Linked DNA regions of Mus musculus: region 1 is linked to region 2. Evidence: chromatin contacts called from public Hi-C data. All regions are on one chromosome and are shown on one strand. Each heading gives the region's core, a stretch centred on a gene start, on an enhancer-like site or on the middle of the called end of the contact. The rest is flanking DNA. Distances are from core to core; before and after follow the strand shown.

What was found. A called contact is a pair of places that touch in the nucleus more often than the background predicts.
Region 1: a contact with region 2 is called in a Hi-C map of uterus, with 5 times the contacts expected there. The contact joins two enhancer-like sites. A contact is called at or near these places in 1 of 39 promoter capture datasets (the C10 cell line), 1 of 15 datasets of contacts at CTCF or cohesin (embryonic stem cells), 13 of 484 Hi-C or Micro-C datasets (embryonic fibroblasts, embryonic stem cells, fibroblasts and 4 more) and 1 of 9 other capture datasets (embryonic tail).

What each region holds. Positions count from the first base shown.
Region 1 is chr11:45,534,462-45,537,850 of GRCm38.p6, reverse strand. No RefSeq gene overlaps it. Among named protein-coding and RNA genes, the nearest start is that of Gm22284, 100 kb to the left of the region's middle. Within about 2 kb of position 2,125, at least 16 of the 459 cell types and tissues checked have an H3K27ac peak or open chromatin away from gene starts, as enhancers often do. A contact at or near this core is called in uterus, where this site is marked.
Region 2 is chr11:45,306,904-45,310,462 of GRCm38.p6, reverse strand. No RefSeq gene overlaps it. Among named protein-coding and RNA genes, the nearest start is that of Gm12159, 190 kb to the right of the region's middle. Within about 2 kb of position 1,887, at least 2 of the 459 cell types and tissues checked have an H3K27ac peak or open chromatin away from gene starts, as enhancers often do. A contact at or near this core is called in uterus, where this site is marked.

The DNA.
Region 1 (3,389 bases), core at 876-3,375, 230 kb before region 2:
TACCATGTAAACTAGCACATGTCTGTTTGCTGCTTTGAGCCTTTGGTAAGTGATCTATAAACTTTGCATTTTGTGGGGTTGAGAGACAGCTCAGTCAGTCAAATGCTTGGTACCTAAGCGCAAGGCTACAACGTTCAATTCCCAGACCGCTCTTAAAAAAAAACAAAAAACAAAAAAACAAACAAAAAAACAACTGGTGTTGAAGATACTTAGTGCACACTTAGCTCAGCACAGGGAGGTAGAGACTGGCAGATTCTTGGGAATCACTGGTTAGCCAGCCCACCTTGCTCTCTGTACCAAGCCAAGAGATCTTATCCCCAAACCCAAGGTGGATGGCTCCTGAGAAACATCCCCTGAGGTTGACTTCTGGCCTACATGTTCTCTGTTCCCGACATGTACCCCCTTCCCCACATACACATGAATAGCACCTCACCTGCACCCCTCGTTGATCATCACAGCTATCTGTGGTGATGCTGAGAGGCTCAGTGAGCTGATGTATGCGCTTAACAGGGCGACGGTTCCTATTCATGCCCACTCAGTGTTGGCTGGCCTGCTACGTATGATAATGAGGACCAGACAACAGTGTGTGTGTTCTGGGGGATCTGCCCATGAGTGCAGAGGAAGGGGCTTAGATGTGAAGATGTTTGAGCAAGGGAATGCTTTGTACAAAGTGTTCTGTGAGGATAATGAATTACATGGTGGCCTGTGGGCTGTTTGGGAAGTGTGTGTGTGTGTGTGTGTGTATGTGTGTGTGTGTGTGGGGGGGGGCTATGAGAAAAGAGGCAAGGACGGGGGAGTCGAATCACTATGAAAAATATCAAGGGTATTATGAAAGGCATCTGAGTGCTTGGTGATTGGATGGCTAGATAGGGAGAGACGGGCATTTCAAACTTGACTCTGAGGGTTTGAGGCCAGGGGCAGGAAACAAAGCCAACACATTGTATATCTTTAAAAGTATTGAAAAAGCCAAAACCAAATAAAAATACGGAACAGAGACATATAATCTGCGGCATCTAAAATGTTTATGATCCCCCTCCACACACACACACACTTTAAACAAAGAGTTGCCATGCCCTGGCATGGCCTAAGGACCTTGGAAAACTGTGTTCTAGAGATAAGGCCGGGAGGGAGATTCTGAGTAGATGGAATACAGCACCTCACAGGAAGTCGCAGTGATGATTAAACCTAGGGCAAGGCCGGGATGCTGAATGATGCGTCAGTTGTGAGCCACACATTCATTTCAGAAATAACTGTTTGAATGTGAGCTTAGGGCACAAATAGATCTCACTGGAATCCTAGCTACCTGTGACCCTCACCAAATGACCAGGCTCTGGGTCTCAGCTTTCTCATCTGTGAAACTGGGACAATAATACTTTAAAGGTTAAATGCAGAGGTGCAGGGGACGTATTTGAACAGTGTCTGGCAAACACAATCACAGCCTTTATTATTATTAAACATGGAAAATTCTATCAGGAAACAATGGTTTGTTTGTGCGGGGAACATCTATTGGTCTTGCCATCATTAGTAGTGTATCAGTCTTGAAGTTATTAGAACTTAGGTGTCTGATCTTGGGACCAAACTTCTCTCACTATAATCTTGGTTAGGATTTTTTAAAAAAAGAATTAAAACAACAACAACAACAACAACAACAACAACAACAACAACAATAACAACATCAAAGCTTCCCTCTCTCCCAACCCATCCCAACCCAAACCAAAATAAATAACTCACACACAAAACCAATTTCTTTATTTTTTTCTTCAGTTCCTTTCCCCCCATGTGGTCACAAACAGATTGACTTCTCTTGAGCATTTGTTACAGCTGGGTCTCCTCCTCTCTTCTTTAAGAATCTCAAAAGTTTGAAGACTGATTCCATTTTGCTCCTTCCCTATTCCCAGAGTTTTTGAGTCTCAAGTGTCAAGTTTCCTCCGCCTGGCCTCCTTAGGCCGTTTCTCAACAGCATCATCAAATCAAATCTCTTCTGCAGCGTAGGCAGAGGTCGTTCCACCTCGGAAGCGTTTGTCCATGATTCTGCAAGCTTCAGTTCTGTCTTCCCACTAAGACTCTCTGAGAGCATGGAGCAGATCCCAGAATTTCTAATCCTCTCTGCAGCAAAGCCAGCCTCTTCCCACACTCCAAGAAACAGGAAAGGGGGAAAGCAGAATGTGGTCCTCACAGAAGCCTGGCCCTGGCCCCAGAGCCCTGTCTGTTCCTGTGATGTTCCACACCCTTGCTAGTTACTTACTGCCTCCCTGAGAGGCCATCGAGGGGAGAGAGCGATTAGGGTCATCAAGATAAGGCTTGAAATATTCAAACTGGAAGCAAAAAAAGGGCTGTTTTTCCAATAGTAAGCAATCAGGGAACAGGAGGATATAATTTGAAGATTAGGGAAGTGAACAAAGAACAGAAAATTAACTTTATAGCAACGAGGAGCACAGTCTGTTTGAAGAAATAAACCTCCGCAGAGCATTGTTGATAAAATCAGACTGTTGATTTAAACGAGGAAATATGAGCAAATCAGCTGGGGGTTTGGGCGATCTGTGGAAGTTGAGGGTGAAACTTTAGGCAAACCTGGAAAGCAGGTTTTCTGCATTCCAGAAACCTCATTCCTAAGTGAGAATGGATGAGCATGTGTGCATATATGGTAAGTGTGTGTGTGTGTGTGTGTGTGTGTGTGTGTGTGTGTGTGTGTGTGCATGCAAGTATGAATGTGTCTATGTAGATATGCATATGCATACATGTATCTAAGTGTATGTGTGTAAATGTGTATGTGTGTGCACATGCACATGTGTGTATGTGTATACATCAAGGGTATACAGAAGAGGGATGTATCTTACTGGGATGTTTAAATCATTTTCATCTGGGATTGTCTTTATTTAGAACGTGGCATTTACTACTAAGAACTAGGAAACACCAGCCTCCATTCCTGAAAAGACCAGCACTGACTTGTCTTCTGGAGCCAAAAAGTCTCAAGAGAAGCTGTGGTTCTCCAGGTGGCTAGAACAGGGCTTCTTCTCACTATACAGGGGAGGGCTGACCACATTAGGACAGGAGGCCTGTCTGCTATGGGGATGAAGAGATCCTTTTCTCTGCTGGAAGAAGCTCTGAGTTTCTCAGTGTTAAGTTTTCCTGGTCCAGCATTAGCTTTCATGAAGTGTTTGTTAAGAGCTTAGATTTCTCATGGTGGGAGATGCAGAGAGCATCCCTGAATATCAGAGTGGTGTGCCTCCTGCCTCTGTATCCCTTTCTCCTCCTTCTGTCGTGTTCTGGGACCTTGGAAATGTCAGTATGGGAACCCCTTCCTTCCTGCCTCTTGGTGCATTCAGAGGATGGGAGGCACTGTGCGCGAGTGAGCTTGAGGAGAGTGCGTGGTCCCCTCCTCCCCTGCC
Region 2 (3,559 bases), core at 638-3,137:
AAAAATACCTCTTTGTTCAAATCCTTCAGGGAAAGAAAACTCATAGTCCCTTGGTTACTTATCCCAAGATATTCAGTACTCAGATATTTTGGAAAACAAATTAGTGTCTTAGAAAGCAAATTAATTGTCAAATGGGCTATACTGCCTGAGGGCATTTGATACATTATGGACATTTATTATATACATTAATTTACTCTAAATGGCTTATTGATATGATGATATATTTTATGGTAATGGTGTTTGTTTCTAGACTTCTGGCCACACATTTCACAGCTTTAACGGGCAAACTCTGTAATTCACACCTCCAGCTCCCATTATTTACTTGCTTGGGTGATCAAAGAAACATAAATTAGGATGTTTATTGCACTGGCAAAAAAAAAATTAGTACAATTATAAATGTTCATTAGTATAGCCCTTGTTAAATAAATACTGCGCACGGCAGAACAGGAACAGTTCCCTCTCATTTAATAACAGTAAAGCCTTGGCAAAAATGAAAAGCCGCTACCGGAGGGCCCTAGAGAGTGAATGATAATTAGCAGATTTGCGAAAGAAGTCCACGTTTAAGAAGCCCGCTTGAGTACATTTTGATATTTCAGTGGCTGGGTCTTAGATTGGGCTCATTGCATTCTTTATGGAAAAAACAAAACAAAACAGAAACAGAGTTTGGTATAAACACCAGTGTTGATCTAGAAGTTGACTTTTCAGTATTAGGCTATACTGAAATTAGGTTTCTGTCCTGATTTATCAATATATGCAAGAATCCAAATGACTGTTGACGGATTGCAACTTTTGGAAACTTAATAAAGGCTCTTGTCTCTTGGAGGGGGAGATAAGAAGAAACACATGAACTCTCTCTACATATGCTTGCTAAACTCTTAAAAGCCACTAGTAATCTTCAGATTAAAAAAAGAAGGGGTGGGGTGGGACAGGCTCCCCTTATATGATAAAGACCAACAAAAGGTTGATGGAATAAAGGATAACATGAAAACTGAAGCAAAATATATGTAATAAGTAGAAATATGCTCATAATTCAGTTTGTAATAAGTACAAATATTAACATAATTACAGATTATAAAGAAGGGACACAATGGCTCCTCATATATAGAAGAAAATGGTGGGTTTGTTGCTATTAAGTCACCAGTATGACTATAACAAGCATGTATTGTGATCTGTCTTTTTCAATGGAAGTGGAATTGTTGCTATATACATACAGGTTTCATATCCATAGGTTCAACTATCCATGGATTAAAAATTCTAGGAAAGTTAAATGTACTTGCATGCATTTACTAGACTTTTCCCCTATCATTGTTCCCCAGGTAATACAGTAATGGCTTTCCTCGTAGTATTTATATTAGGTAGTATAAATAACTTAGAGAGGACTCAAGTCCATAGAAAATGTGTGTAGGTTATATGCAAATGCATTCCATTTCATAGAGTGGGCTTGAGCAGCTATGAGTGTTAGTGTCTGTATGTGTCCTAGAGCCAACCCCCCATTGATAGTAAAGAATGATGGGTTTACGTTTTTAGAATTTCCCCATACACTATGGCAGCTCCTGTTAGAACATGAGGCTCTCTAAACTAACTTTACTTCTTAGGTACCACCCAAGTCCCATGCTTCAGTTGCACTACCCATACGTCAAGTACTAAGTGGAGTGGGGGAGGGACATGGCTGAGAAATTGAATGCTTGCTAGTATATGCAAGTCCTAAGAAAATGGAGTGCAACCTGATGAGTGGTCATATGTGCTTAAATACTGCTGCAGTAGCAGCGAAGAGGCAGAGCATTTTTGTCACTGAAGAGCATCCTGTTGTCCAATGCTTCTTAGAACACGAGATGCTCAGGGTCATGCTGCTCTTTGCAGTGGACTAAACACAGCTGCATAGGAGGCACACATGGTTTGCTGCTTAGAATCCATTCTTGTTTTCCTGGTAGGGGAATAGGGAGCTGGAGTGGGGGAGTCTTGGCCTTTTCCTTGGGCTTCTTGCCTTTCCTCCTTCAGTGATAGGACAGCATTGCTTTGCTGGAGAAGATCTGAAGATATTCGTGGTTTCCTTCCGGGATGGGAGATACAGAATGACAGCAAGACTGTTGATAGTAAGGTGAAGGTTCTAACCATTTCGAAATGAAGACACGACTGTCATATAAACAGACATGCATGGACAGTGTGACAGAACCTCTGGATCCAATCTTATCCAAAGCCCACCTCACTTTATTTTGATCCCATGAACTCACAATGACCTTCAGTGCTGATCTCATAGTATTGTTCATTTCCTAGAGCATGGTGCTCCTGGTAACTTGAGTCTAGCTGTGTATGTTCCTGCTTGTACAGTGAGACAGCTTAATGGGATGTTTTCAGAGGAGGATGACCAGGAGGGTGAGAAGAACTCATGGAAACATGTCTCTTCCTTTTTTATGACCACTTTAAGAATTTGTTCCTAGCCAAACCCTGCAGCCAGCATGACCAATTTTATATTTCTTAAATTCCCCTGGGAAGAAGGGTTCTAAAAGCATCCAGTCTTCACTTAAAGTAATATCATAGAAGGAAGGCGACCACTTGATAAAAGTCCCTGAATCCACAAAACTTCTTGTATTGCTGTGACAAAAAAGGAGCACAAATCATGTAGAATTACATTCCTTTTAAATATAAGTGGCATTCATCCCAGCGCAAGGCTGCATTTTAATAACTGCACTACTCCATGATGTGTCAAGTTGTAGGATATTATAAAAGAAAACCAGTGGGTTATTATTTTTGTGCCATTTTCTAATGTGGTACATTTTTATAAAATCCCACAGATTGAGTTAATATTGTAAAGCACTGTATGTAACCTCATTGAGAATATTGTAAGGCAGCCCCTTTCAAAGCTGATAGAAATGGCAATGGTGGGGGGGGGAGAAATCTTATTCAGAGACCTGGAGATGAGGTAGACAGGCTTCCTGTGCATTCGCAACACTGTTCTCCAGGATGAAGAGATGCTGCCGCAGTAACTTTCTTTTTCAAGAACGAGGACCTGAGTGTGGATCCCCAGCACCTGTATAACAAAGCCAGGTAAGCCCATTACCCCAGCTCTGGAAAGCTGAGGCAGGAGGATATTGAGGCTCACTAGCCAACAGGTCTACATGAAAGTTATCTCTAAGTATAAAACCTTGTCTCAAAACAGAAGGTAGAAACGATGGAGGAGGTGCAGTAAGGAAAGACATCAGTGTCAGTCGCTAGCCTTTACATGCAGACAGAGCCACATAAGCACATATGCATGATACATACATACAGTTATACATAAATGTACACTCACATAGTGCATATGCACATACATAAACACACGAACATATGATACACACATATGTACACATATATGTGTGCATAGACATAATGCACACATATTATGGGCAGACACACAAAAACATATACACAGGCATGCATATATACACGTGCATGCACACATATCTATGTACACATGTATGTCTATACAACCACACAAACATACACACAACTTTTCTTAACCTTCTGACTCGGGGCTGTCAATTATGCTACTCACTTACCCTCCTTCCACCATTAAGAAGAG